3 separate regions of the Zea mays genome follow, and regions 1 and 3 are each linked to region 2. The links are chromatin contacts, called in public Hi-C maps. All regions are on one chromosome and are shown on one strand. Each heading gives the region's core, a stretch centred on a gene start, on an enhancer-like site or on the middle of the called end of the contact. The rest is flanking DNA. Distances are from core to core; before and after follow the strand shown. Region 1 holds the start of LOC103625953 (phosphatidylinositol 4-kinase alpha 1). Region 2 holds the start of LOC100281521. Region 3 has its middle 13 kb from the start of LOC100127531.

The links. A called contact is a pair of places that touch in the nucleus more often than the background predicts.
Region 1: a Hi-C map of leaf shows a contact between it and region 2, with 4 times the contacts expected there. The contact joins the promoter of LOC103625953 here to the promoter of LOC100281521 in region 2. A contact is called at or near these places in 3 of 25 Hi-C or Micro-C datasets (all in leaf).
Region 3: a contact with region 2 is called in a Hi-C map of ear, with 2.4 times the contacts expected there. The contact joins the enhancer-like site here to the promoter of LOC100281521 in region 2.

The regions. Positions count from the first base shown.
Region 1 is chr5:11,844,567-11,849,092 of Zm-B73-REFERENCE-NAM-5.0, forward strand. LOC103625953 (phosphatidylinositol 4-kinase alpha 1) reads left to right here and starts at 1,949. Exons shown (of 26, transcript XM_008646354.3): 1 at 1,949-3,129; 2 at 3,206-3,547; 3 at 3,626-3,787. The coding sequence starts at 2,365.
Region 2 is chr5:12,128,362-12,132,749 of Zm-B73-REFERENCE-NAM-5.0, forward strand. It overlaps LOC100281521, which reads left to right and starts at 2,054. Exons shown (of 3, transcript NR_164199.1): 1 at 2,054-4,388.
Region 3 is chr5:12,406,213-12,410,898 of Zm-B73-REFERENCE-NAM-5.0, forward strand. No RefSeq gene overlaps it. Among protein-coding and RNA genes, the nearest start is that of LOC100127531, 13 kb to the left of the region's middle. Within about 2 kb of position 3,344, at least 20 of the 20 cell types and tissues checked have an H3K27ac peak or open chromatin away from gene starts, as enhancers often do. A contact at or near this core is called in ear, where this site is marked.

The DNA of each region.
Region 1 (4,526 bases), core at 699-3,198, 280 kb before region 2:
CACTGAGCTTGGGAATTTGTGGTGTCCTGGACATGATAGCTAGGGTCACGAGAGGCACAGCGCGAGGCGGTTGGAGCCTTTCGGCCTTCGCACGACGATGAGGACGCGGGCGCGGGGGGGGGGGGGGGGGGACGCATGAAAGGGGTGACCGTCGAAACTGTTACATTATAATAATAGAGATTGTGTATAATATGATCATTGAGAACGAGTGTGAAGACCATACCATATGGACGACAATGAGATAATCGAGTCATTCGTTACAACACCGACCATCACCTCCAAAGCATCGATAGGGTTTGTAGCCAGTCTTTAACATGAGACTGTAACCCATGCTAGTTCGATTTATGAGCAGCTCTAAAACATTTAATGGAACATAACTAAGATTTGTACTATGAAAACTAGAGTTTATTTTTTATTCTGATTTATGTATTTTTATTTTGGTTCAATAACATATTTTTAATGTCTTTTGAACTATGCACTTTTTATTTGTTAAATTACATGTTCGACGTTTTTAATAAAATATTATTTTTATTTACCTTCTCTTCTATGCTAGTATAAAGCATCAATTTTCCTAGTTTCCACCGACGGTCTTTTTAACAAAAAAGTTTCTAGACTTCTTTCTAATCCAACTTGTCCAATAACTTTCATGGTTATAAAAAACAAGATAAAATTGTGTATAAGTAGGGTTCAAATTAGTTATTGGCTATACATTCACTCATCTAACTATTAGAATACATATATTTATATTTTATTAAAATAAATTTATCTGATATAAAAACCGTAGTGAAGCACAATCACTCTCAGAGCATGTTCATTTTCTAAGGGATTGAAGAGATTTATAGAGGATTATATTAGTAAAAATTAAATAAAAGTTGATTTAATCCGCTTTAATCATCTTGTGATAAACGAACATAGCCACCAGTGGTTAGTGGATATTGGACATCAGCTTTAATGCTAGGGATGAAAACGGTTTCGAAATTTTTCGGTATTCCTGAAATCGATTTCGAAATTTTTCAGTCGGATTCACCGGTAACGATATTTTTCGAAAACGGAATCAGTTTTCGGATTTTTCTATCGGAATCAATATCAGAATCGGCGTGGTGTTTTACAGACCGTTTCCTTCGGTTACCGATTTTTGTCGGAAATTATTGGATTTGTGGCTCGGAATTTTCTGGAATTGTGTCTTAGATTTTTTCGGAATTGTGTCTTAGATTTTCGAAATTTGCCAGCATGTGATTTTTCGCATCGCTTGTACGTCTCTAGATAAGGATTACTTATTTTTGTATTTTTTTGGACGTTTGAAGATTTTTTAGGATAGATGGTGTTGAAAGGCAGTTGGGATTAACGATTTGGTCTATCGAACGAATCCACCCTTTTCTATGCACATGTTATATATTAGTAATATATAATGATAGAGAGCCGATAGTCTGTCTTTTCCACACACTAGTTTTAGGGCTTTTCTGTGAGGTTGTGAAAAAACTCTTTATGTGAGAAAAAATATTTCATAAGTAACCATGTCATGTCAGCTAGATCGAGTGAATATTGTGAATTGTGAACTTTGAGTCTGTGAACTTATGATCTTTATGAACTTGTTATACTCTGAACTTGTTATATTGTGAACTTTTGATTTTTATAAACTTTTATATTATAAATTTATGATCTTTGTGAACTTGTTATATTGTGAACTTGTGGTTTTTGTGATATTTTGTCAACTTTGTTGTATTGTGAAATTTGATATGTTTACCGATTGTATTTTAGATTTTGACCGTTACCGGTGTATTTTCCACACCAAACTTTTATTTTCGATGTATCCGAAATACCAATATCGTTTCCGTTTCCGGAGTTACCGTTTTCGATTTTATTTTCGATAAAAATATAAAAACGATAATAATTTTAATGTTTACCGACCTACCGTTTTATCCCTGCCCAATCACAGCGCGTCAAAATCGTGACAGGTTCCCGTCGAGGCCGCAAGGCCCGCAACTGCCATCGTCCTCTGCTCGTCGCGTCGTTCTCCTCTCGACCGCATCGCGCCCGTGGCGGGGAACGAGCCATCGACGCCGCGTCGCGTGCCTTTCTTCTTCGTCCCCCCCCTGCCTGCCTAGCTGTCTCAGGCTGCCGCCCGCCCAGCCCCAAAACATTCGGCAGCCGAGTCAACCGAGAACACGAGCCATCCACCCACCCTGTCCCTTCCCCGGCTTTCCCCCGTCCTCGGCTCCACCAATTGCTCTCGCGTCAGTGGAAGGAAAAACCAAGGGCGAGGGAGGGAGGAGCGCATCTCCGCCCCGCCCGCGTTCCCGTACCCCGATCCGCCACATGATCTGACACCGCATTGCCGCCGAGGTGACCCCTCCCGCCCCCAGAATGGAGGCGCTCAACGAGCTCTGCGACCTGGTGGCCGCGCACCCGGATCTCCTCCTCGCCGACAAGCTTGCATGGCTCTCCTCCCGCTGCGCCGCCGCCCCGGGTGCCGCCGCCCCGCAGCGTGCGTCGAGGGCGCACCTTCATTCGCTCCTCGCGTTGGCGCGCCTCCTCCCGGCGGGTGGCGCCGGTGCCGGTGCCGAAGGCGATGCGGCGCCCCCGGCCCCACTCCTATTCTTCCTCGCGTCCCACGCCTTCCTCTCGCCGGCCTTCTGGCCCCAGTCTTTCGCCCCGGCGCCGTTTCTCGCTAGGCTCCTCCCGCTCCTCGCCGCGGCCCCATCCTCCCCCGCCCTTTCTTCCGCGCTCTCCGCCGCCCTCCTCGCGGCGCTCGACGTCGCCGACCCGACCTCCGCGCCGCTCGCCCGCGCGTTTCTCTCCGCCGCCGCTGCCGCGGCGCCCCTGCCGCTCCTCCCCGCGGATGCCGCGCCCATCGCTGCCCGGCTGCTCCTCGAGTTTCTTGGCTCCGAGGAGGAGCCGATCAGGGCCAAGGGGAAGGGAGAGGACACCTTGGGCGAGGAAAACGGTGGGGCAAAGGAGGTAGTGCGGAGGTTCGAGGAGGAGGAGGTCGATGAGCTGGAGCGGAAGGAAGTCGCATTCAGACTGACCGTGCATATGCTTGGGGGCGAGGGTGGGCTAGAGACCGAGCAGATTGGGAAGGTCAGGAATGCTGCTGCGCGACAGGTCCGATCACTCACGGATTTTCTCAAGGTAAGATTCTTCCCTTCATTTGTGCCTCTATATGATGCTTGTTGTGCTTGCTCATTATTGTGGTGATGGCTTGCAGATTAGAAAGCGGGACTGGAGGGAGCAGGGTACACAGCTCAGGGCAAGGATAAACACCAAATTGATGTGTTGTCAAGCTGCAGTGGGGGTGCTGGTGCGAAGCGTTTCCACCATGGATACTGATATCAAATCTTCGAAGGATATGCTCCAGCAGACTCTAGCTTGGTTCATCGAGGCCACCAAGTCGTGCATCCTGTCATCCTGGCGGAAACTGAAGATATGCGAGGAGCTATTTTGCACACTGCTCAATGGGATCAGCCAGATAACTGTCTCACGTGGGGGCCAACTTCTGCCGGTGCTTTTGATTCCCTTAAAACCGCTTGTTGTGAGCACATGTTCGCAGGCATGTATCTTGCTTGGACTGAAGAAACTTCTGTGTTCATGGGGTGTGGTCTAATATGAAACCATTATTTTGATGCAGGCTGACATGGCAGGCAGTAGTCCTGGGGCTCTATTTGAAGCAGTTGTGAAGTTGAGCTGTGAGATCATAGAGTTTGGCTGGACAAAGGATAGGGCCCTTGTTGACACATTTGTTATGCGTCTAGCTGCTTATGTTCGTGAGCGGAATGATTACGAGGAGGAGGTATTCCTCTTTTCTCTTATTAGTTAGCTCATGGAGTTTTTGTGGTCTAGGAAGAGTTGTTGTGAACCTGTGACCTAGGATCTTTTCTGTACTATATATTATGACAGCACCCACAAATCAACGTAGCTAGATGTTGCTCTTGCACGTTCTGTTAAATATTTTTCTCAGTGCAATCCTTGTCATCATTTCATTTTTAGGCATGCCATAGTGCGTCCAAGTTTTTTTTTGATATTCCAATACAGAAATCTGGCTTGTAGGGTGTATTTAAAACAACAATTTGTTTTATCATGAATTTTGAGTGATTATTATAGAACATCCGATGTTAAGCTGGAGTGTTCTGATAGCGCAAAGTTTTCGTGTGAACGGATAGATGGACCAACTCATGTATAATTATGTAAATTTGCTAAAAATGCAGCACTCTTTAACTATTTAAAAATACCATGCTGCCCTGGAATGCCATCTGTAACATCTGTTGATACTTTCAGTGTTGTGACCTGATGCATTTGTGTGCTTTATTTTACGATAATGTTTTCCAGTTTCGCAAAAATTTCAAGCTGCAAGCAGAGTTAGCTATCATGTAGTTGGTCTTTTTGATTTGGATAATTCGATCTGCTGTAGCAGATCCAGCACACTCTTGTCCATCTCATTATGCATGGTTGCAGATTGCAAGCACACCGATTCAGATTGTTAAATTGATTATGGTTGAGGTGATATAATTCTGAAAGTTAACTTCATTTCT
Region 2 (4,388 bases), core at 804-3,303:
CTGTTGTTCCGGCACTGGTACTTGTACTACTAGCTTGTACGCTGTCAGCAACAGCTTGTCTGTTGAAGCAGAGCTCCGGTCGACCTCCTGGCCTTGTTGAGACTTGAGAAGCTCGGCTAGTGCAGGCAGCAGACAGCGTGGACTGTGGAGTAGACCAGTCAGTAGCCTTAGGCCTTGTTTGGATAAAGATGGATTGAAGTGTATTTTAGGTATTGAAAGAGAAATTAGTTCATATTACACTTCAATACATTTTATACCATCTCAATCCACTCCAATCCAAAATTACTCAAACAAGCTCTTATCGGTCTGGACAGGGGGGCGAGGTGAGGGAGAAGGCCGCGAGATGCATCTCAATTCGCAAATCTCATCCAGTGAAACCGAAGGAGCAAGGACGACGATTGTTTTACCTCTAAGCATGGACCGGGCAGAAGAAGGCTCTGGCTGTTTGTTTCGAATTAAAGTTGGTTTTAAACTACTGCAGTTGTAATAAAAAAAAGATAAAAACACTATATAAGTAGTACAGGGCGACACGGATTAAAGCGTCATGATGCGAGATGTGACAGGGGGGCAATCGACGGCTCGCGCACGGCTCGGCTGGCCGGCTGCATCAACCTCGGTTGCCTCCTGCTCCTCCGGCGGTAGTGTTGACGTGTTGTTGTCTCTAGCAGCTTCTGCAGCCAAATGCCGCTGCTAGTACAGTAGAATAGTGAGGACATTAGTGAAATCATTATTTTTTATAGCCCCCAATGCAAAGAGGAGTTATCCGGGGCCCAATTGTTTGGGTGTATGTAGGTCGATCTAGCTTGTGTTGACATAATGCAAGAAATAACTGTTCGGGTTTCTGTATATCGATTTGGGCCAAACTCGGCCTCAACATGCATGATTCCTTCACCAGCCTGGTTCTACAGAAAACGGGATTGAAGAAGTTCATTTCTCGTGGGCTTTCTTTCGCGATGCAGCTTGGGTGCTTTGGGCCTATTGTTACCGGATAGGATCAAAAGAAAGTTCGTGCAATCAATCAACAGCTCAACGTAGTTTGCTCTCAGACCAATATTAGAGGGGCTTCGACTCTATCTTCTCCCGCGGGAAAAAAAATCAGAATCATACTAAACGCTTAAAATAGCTTCTACCGAAAAGCACATAAAAAGACCGAGCTATTTTATACTAGGTAGGAAAAGCTACAAATCCTAACTTTACCGACTCTGGCTATGCTTCCTTTTAATTTTGCAAAAAGCCATAAAGAATAAGAGTTTCTTTTGCCATACAATTTGTGAATTGGTTTGACTCCAACAACAACAAAAAACTGCATTTTTTAAAAAAAGGCTAGAGCTAAAACGGTTTTTAGCAATCTAGAGCTCTATCAAACATGCTCTATGGAGTGTTTGTGATGGCTCCGAGTTCTATGAGTTGTAGTTTATAATATCAATTTAAATAGTTTTTAAAATATTTTTAATCTAAATAATAAACGAAATAATTTATCTAAATATTTTCTAAAAGCTTACAACTCTCGCTTTATGATTTTCTGAAGTATCTAATGACCTAGTCCACTAAATCTATAAAATTTATAAGCTGGAGCTATCTCAAACATGACCTAAATAACCAATAAATAAATAAATCTCGCATCAACCAGAGAAGAGAACCAAACAACAAAGATCGAAACAGCCAGTTGCCACATTATAAACCGTCACTTTTTATATCATAAACTCTATAAACCTTTTTTTATCTTTCTACGTACGTAATATCCATCAGGGACGGAGGCAGCGGTGGGACGAACGGGGCTCAAGCCCCTCCTACCGCTACTGAGTCTATGGAGCTCCACTTGACCTTCTCATAAGATTTTTAGCGTATATATACAACGTAGAAGAGCTTCTATACTATAGTGGTTTAGTTCAGCACCTTCTAATTTTTTTCTGACTTCGTCCTTAATCTCCATGACACTTGGATTTTCTTCACGTCTAAATTCTTTTTATAGCTAGATTCTCTTTTTGAAAGAAAAAAAATCTGAGCCCTACGGCTTAACACGACTTAACCGTAGGTGAATAGCTACGGACCTACGGTTGACCTGTTCCCTAAACCGTCATCCGCCCCACACTCAGCAAACCTTTCTCCCCACTTGCCGCATCGGCGCCGCCGGGATGAAGCGCTCCGCCGACGCGATGACTGAGCCGGTGAAGCCTGTGTTCCTCACCAAGGCGGAGCGGGAGCGCCTCGCGCTTGAGCGCCGCCAGGCCGCCGTCTCCGACCAGCGCCGCACCGCGCTCGACCTCATCCAGTCCCTGCCCCGGCCCCCTCCGCCGCCGACTTCCGGTGGTCCTCCCCCGTCCGGCTCCAACCCCGCACGTCGCGACTCCTCCAACTCCAACCGCGACTCCGACCGGGACAGGGACCGGGACCAAGACCGGGAACGCCGCCGCGACGACGACTCCCGCCGCGACCGATATCGGGATCGAGATCGAGATAGGGACCGCGACCGAGATGACTCCTCCCGCCGCGACAGGGACCGCGACCGGCGCGACCGTGATAGGGACCGGGACCGGGACCGCGACAGGGATCGCGGGGACCGGGAGAGGGACCGGCTGGAGAAGATTGCGGAGCGGGAGCGTGAGAAGGAGCTCGACGCGATCAAGGAGCAGTACCTCGGGTCCAAGAAGCCCAAGAAGCGGGTTATCAAGCCCTCTGAGAAGTTCCGCTTCTCCTTCGACTGGGAAAACACCGAGGACACCAGCCGGGACATGAATGCACTCTACCAGTCGCCGCACGAGGCCCGGCTGCTCTTTGGCCGGGGCTTCCTTGCCGGCATTGACCGACGTGAGCAGAAGAAGGCGGCAGCTGTGCACGAGAAGGAGACCCGTGCAGAGCTGCGGCGCAAGGCTGGTGTGGAGGACCGTCCGGAGGATGATGCGGTAGATAAGAAGAAGGCTGCTGCTGCTGAAATTTATGATGCTTTCGATATGCGTGTGGACAGGCACTGGTCCGAAAAGACACTCGAGGAGATGACTGAGCGGGATTGGCGAATTTTCCGTGAGGATTTCAATATCTCCTATAAGGGTTCTCGCATACCCCGACCGATGCGAAAGTGGAGTGAAAGCAAGCTTGGCACCGAGTTGCTTCGTGCTATTGACAAGGCTGGATATGAAAAACCGTCACCAATCCAGATGGCTGCCATTCCGCTAGGTCTACAGCAGCGTGATGTTATTGGTATTGCTGAGACAGGTTCTGGAAAGACTGCAGCTTTTGTACTCCCCATGTTGTCTTACATTACCCGATTGCCACCCATAAGCGAGGAGAATGAGGCCGAGGGTCCCTATGCCGTTGTTATGGCACCTACTCGTGAGCTTGCTCAACAGATTGAGGAGGAGACTGTGAAATTTGCAACCTATCTAGGCCTTAAAGTTGTCTCAATTGTTGGTGGCCAGTCAATTGAGGAGCAGGGTTTCAAGATTAGGCAGGGCTGTGAGATTGTAATTGCCACACCTGGTCGGCTTCTTGATTGCTTGGAAAGGAGGTATGCTGTTCTCAACCAGTGCAACTATGTTGTGCTCGATGAGGCTGATAGGATGATTGATATGGGCTTTGAGCCACAAGTTGTTGGTGTCCTTGACGCGATGCCATCGAGTAACTTGAAACCTGAAAATGAGGATGAGGAACTTGATGAGAAAAGGATTTACAGAACTACTTATATGTTCAGTGCCACCATGCCTCCTGCTGTGGAACGTCTTGCTAGGAAGTATCTCCGAAACCCAGTTGTTGTGACAATTGGTACGGCTGGCAAGGCCACTGATCTGATCACCCAGAATGTGATCATGGTGAAGGAGTCTGAGAAGATGCCACGGCTCCAGAAGATACTCACGGATCTTGGAGACAAGACTGCCATTGTGTTCTGCAATACTAAGAAGACAGCGGACATGCGCGCCAAGGATCTGGACAAGGCAGGCTTCCGCGTCACAACCCTACATGGTGGGAAGTCACAAGACCAGAGAGAGATTAGCCTTGATGGATTTAGAAACCGTCGGTTCAATGTTCTTGTGGCTACTGATGTTGCAGGACGTGGTATTGATATTCCTGATGTTGCACACGTGATTAACTATGAGATGCCTAGTTCAATCGACACATACACACATCGCATTGGAAGGACAGGTCGTGCTGGAAAGAAGGGAGTAGCAAGTTCATTTTTAACTTACGAGAACACTGATATTTTCTTTGATCTGAAACAGATGCTTATGCAGAGCAACAGTCCCGTACCACCTGAACTTGCAAGGCATGAGGCATCAAAATTTAAGCCAGGCTCAATTCCTGATAGACCTCCAAGGCGAAATGATACAGTCTTTGCAAATCATTGAAGTAATCTACCTTAGAAGAGACTGAAGATCTTTGAACTATTATGAGCT
Region 3 (4,686 bases), core at 2,094-4,593, 280 kb after region 2:
ATGATGATTTCTATGAAGGAAGAAAATCAGAGACTAGACGAAATGTTGATGGTAACAAGTTTGTGAAGAAGTGGTGTCTCAACGTTGTTGCAAAGAAGATATGTCTTGTAGTTTTTTTTATCTTTTTACTGTCTTCAACGTGTAGCTCCTGGTTATGGTTATGAGTCTGAGACAGGTTTCGACCCCACGACAAGTAAATTTATAGGTTAGACAGGAATCACCGTGTCGTCGTCCTAGTGGTCTTGCTCGAGATAAGGTTGAGAAGAAAGTTTTTGACTGGTTCATAGAGAACTCCTACGTCCAGTGTAACGTTGAAGTATTTATTGTCAGTTTTGGGTGTTACAAGACGGAGTGCTTGGCTTTCTTGCTTGTGTAAGAAGTGTTACAATCTAAGTTAGCATGCCTCTACAATTTGGCTCACATGTCTTTATATAGTCGGGTTATTTTTTATAGGGTGCATCACCCATGTTTTCGGACACTTTTCCCTTCCCATATGACAGACCGTTCGCTCCTTAGACTCTTCCATATGACAGTAGATTCTCTTGGAGTCTAGCGCTATAGGTATAGGTCACAACAGTGGGAGATTGAGAAACAAATCAAGGGATCTGAATTATGGAGTTGGGAGGCTACATATGGCCACAATGCGAAGTGGATGTGTGAATTGCAAGCGTGTGTGGGTGATGGCCTGATAGACATGCAACCTATTGTTATGTGCGTGCATCTTATAATCGCATATCTTTTTTCTATGACTGTTAAAATTACTACAAGGTATTAAGAGTAACTCCAGTAGTTCTCTAAAAGACTTTCTAAATCAGTAATTTAGGTAGTTAATATAAAAACTCATCTCCAACACTTCTCTAAATGAACTTACTAAATTTAGCAACTTCTCATCCAACCTCATTTACTCTCTACATTTGACAACCATTTAGCAACTCCTTAAACAAAAATGTTGGGCGCATTATATAGATAATGAAACTAATTGATGACATTTGTGACTTGTTTTTTGGACTTGGATAAATACAAAAACAAAACTACAACTTATTTAGCGAACTATTGGATAACTCTCATTTTTTTACTCTTAAAGTTATTTAGTAACTTCTTAAGTCTGTGATTTAGAGAACTAAAATTTACATAACTATTGGAGTTGCTCTAACGACTTGTTTGGTTTATGGACTGAGAAACTGCCTAGCCCAGATAGTAATACTACACATCCGATTTTGGATGACTGGAGTTAGATTGAGCTGACTGATCGACGCTATCAGGCTAGACCACTAACCAAACAAGACCTAAGTGTTATTTAGGTTGCTAGAGTGGGTTGCAGCCTCGCTTGATTCTGGGTCGTAGGACCATTTTTTTCCCCGCAATCCACCTATATGACTGCCACATTTAGGCCCTTTTATAATACAAGAATAATTTTAGAGAAATCATAGTAATCAATTTATTTTCGTAGAGAAAACACAGACACCAGGAAAAATCTCAGCCTTAGGCTCTAATCTTGTCAACACTCTATATAAGCTGGCACGAACATTGTTTGAAAAGAAAATAAAAAATCGGTGAGCGTTGCCGATCTTAAACGTATCAGTCAGATCGCTCCGTGACATGGACACAGAACAACGCTGGTGTGAGGCTGACTCCAGCGGACTCTTTAGATGGATGTGCAAAACAATATTTTATATTGCAGACGTTACTATTTACATAATACTCCGTAGAATTCTAAATCGATACCTAAGATATGTAGTGTGTAGGCTGAGAGTGGGCGGCAGCGGCACAGGTTCGAGGCACCTGTCATTCTGTCTGTCAAGCTCACGCGCCGAAATTCTTCACCCACCCACCAGTCCCCGCGGGTAGCGTCGCGTCCCCGGCGCGCGCACGAATTTCTCTCCGCCGGCCAGGGCCCCCCCGTGCGCACATCGTTGTCGTCGATCGCCGTCCGCCCGTCGCGGCAAGAGAAGAAGGCGTCGCCGTCGAGGGCCAGGCCAGGCAGGACGCTCTCCGGGCGCGCGATGACGCGGCGGAAACAAAAATCTCGCGCCTGCACGGAACGGAATCGAGGACAGCCACATGACGCGGACGGGGGCGGCCAGGTGGGGGCGGGAGAACGTGTCCATGGGGCCGGCCGGCCAACCGCCCGGGATGGGAAGGGAAACGAACCCGGACGAACGGAACGGTGGCCGCTGCCGTTGCGGAGGGCCCCACCGGCCGGCCTAACGGCCAATTGAAAAAGCGGCGCGTCGCTCTCTGCTGCGCCTGCGCACTATGCCCCCACACGCTCGCTGCCCTGAGCTCGCCCGCACCAGAGAAGAAAATCGTCGTCGCGCCGGGTCCAGTCCAGGACCTCGTTCGCGGCATAATCAGACCGGCCGATGTTGACGGCCGATGTTCGCTGCCCAGAGTTCTTTTTTCCTTCACTGGTCGCCTAGATGATGGCCTAATCTCTTGTTTAACGATCTGTTACTATATTTTATGCAGTTTGGGAGGTCGATGAACGAGTAGTTTATGCATGGACTATCCTGGGGGTGATCTCAGCTGCGGAAACGACCCGATCCGAGCCCGACGCCCGTATGCATACGTGGTGTGGTGTGGCTGCATGCTTGCGTTTGCTTCCATTTGTTTCGCCCAGATCGTGGCTGATCTCTTGCGTTTGCACGCAGCCACAGGGCACGAGCTGGGTTATCGTCTGATGACTTGTGCCATGATAGTAGGGATTACTATCTCACACACAACCTAATTAACCAAGAGACCCCGCGGCCACGGAGCAAGCAGTATAAAAACAAAGCCGTCACATGCGCGCCTTGGAGTTGGCGCCCTGGAAGAAATCTCTGGCATTTCCGGCGAGCAACTTGCCCCGCCCCCCGAATCGCCTCTCCGTGAGAACAGGTGTGGGAAGGACCACCGGCCCGGCGTTCGAATGCGGCGTGTTTTGCTTAAAAAAAACAGCATGTTCCAAGTGCCAGTAGATTAGCCATTACTAAACGAGAGCTGCATACGCAAGTTGCAGCCAGCCAGATAGCTAGCCTAGCTACTAGCTAGGAGGTCTCTTGCCGAGATTCGGACCTAAATTTGTAGCGTGCCACTTGTGTGCGATCAAATAAGCAACGCTAGTACTCTACGTTACGGCGCCTAATCGCACATGTGCATGGTCGCGACTTGTTAAAGTTGAGGCAATTATACAAACGTTTCACCCGGGCAAAGATCGAAGACCACACATGATAAGTGGGTTCGGCATTTCTAAAGACCTCCAGTCCAGCCCGGTCAAGGAAGATACGGCAGTCTTGTATAGGTCGGCCCAGTTAGAGGAATAGGCTTCGATCGGACCACTCTATGACCAGGCAGGAAATTGTGGCCCAACCTGATATCAAGATAAAAGCATCGTCGGCCCAGTTGGAGAAATAGGCCTCACCCGAACCGCTCGGTGACCAGGCAGGAAAATGTGGCCCGGCCTTGATATCAAGATAAGCCTCGTCGGCTCAGGGTTAACCTCCACGTACATGTGTTCATTTGTGTCGAGCTTAATGGACTAGCACGAAGAACGAAAAAAGCACAAGCTACGACACAAAATAATTTTAGACCGGGCTGGGCTTGAGCTGAGGTCCCGGCCCAAGGACGGGAACGAGCCCGACCCGTTTATAGCAAGCACGAAAAAGCTCATTTTAGGCATGAAAAGGCTTGCATGCGGAAAAAAGACCCAGTCCCAAGCCACCTAGGCACAGACAATAAGCCTCTATCCGAGAGAAAAGGCCCAGTTCGATCCAGCGATACCAGGACCCCAGTTCCCAACCTAAACGGCTAAACCTAAACAAGCCATCTCGGTGATGTGAACTCAACCACCTAGGCGCGAGCCCTCCACTGCCCCCACCCCCGCTGCTGCCATCGTGAAGACGTCCTGAGACACGAGGCCCGAGTAGCGCCCAGCTCGACTGCCTCCATGCGGGCACCGACGAGGCGACATCCCGACCAACTAGGAGTACCGACGACGCAGCGTAGGTCCTCGCTGAGGTTCGAGTCGGCGACGCCCTCTAGGCTCCAGTTGAGAGTCCAAAACCAAGCTCCACCAGGCCCACTTCCTGCAGCTGTCAACCATGGCGCCACCGTCGCGACCACCCGACCCACAGACCGTCGTCCCGACGGTCCAAGCAACTCCGGCTGCGCCTTTTTGACTTGCTACTGCTCCACGACCTCTAGAACCAGAAGATGTATTACGAGCCTAACTGTGTTTTTGGGCTTAATATATATTTCGAGCCTTTTCTATTTTCTATTTTAGGGCCGCCCGTTTTGAGCCTGACACATTTAGGCAATAACGTACCAGGGCATGGGCCGATGACAGGTGTGGGCTGGCTTGACACGACTCAAAATTAATATTGGGCCGAGCCGTGTCGAAATTAATCGTGTCGGGCCTTTTACCTCCATGGAATAGGGTCCCCCACAGACCGAAATGGAACACGCTCCAAAGTAGATGCACACATATATCTCGACTATTGTTTACAATCTATTCGAGAATTGCTAGGTCTGTTTTTTCGCTATGGATCCTAAAAGCAACTCCAAAAGTCTCTCTAAAATTTCTTCCCAAAACTGTGTATTGGGCTATGCTAAAAAAACTATTTCTCCACAATACTATCTTCCTAATAATTAACTTCACAATATTTAAAATTTCAGACACGTCAGCATTGGGCGACGTTTAGGTGTAAA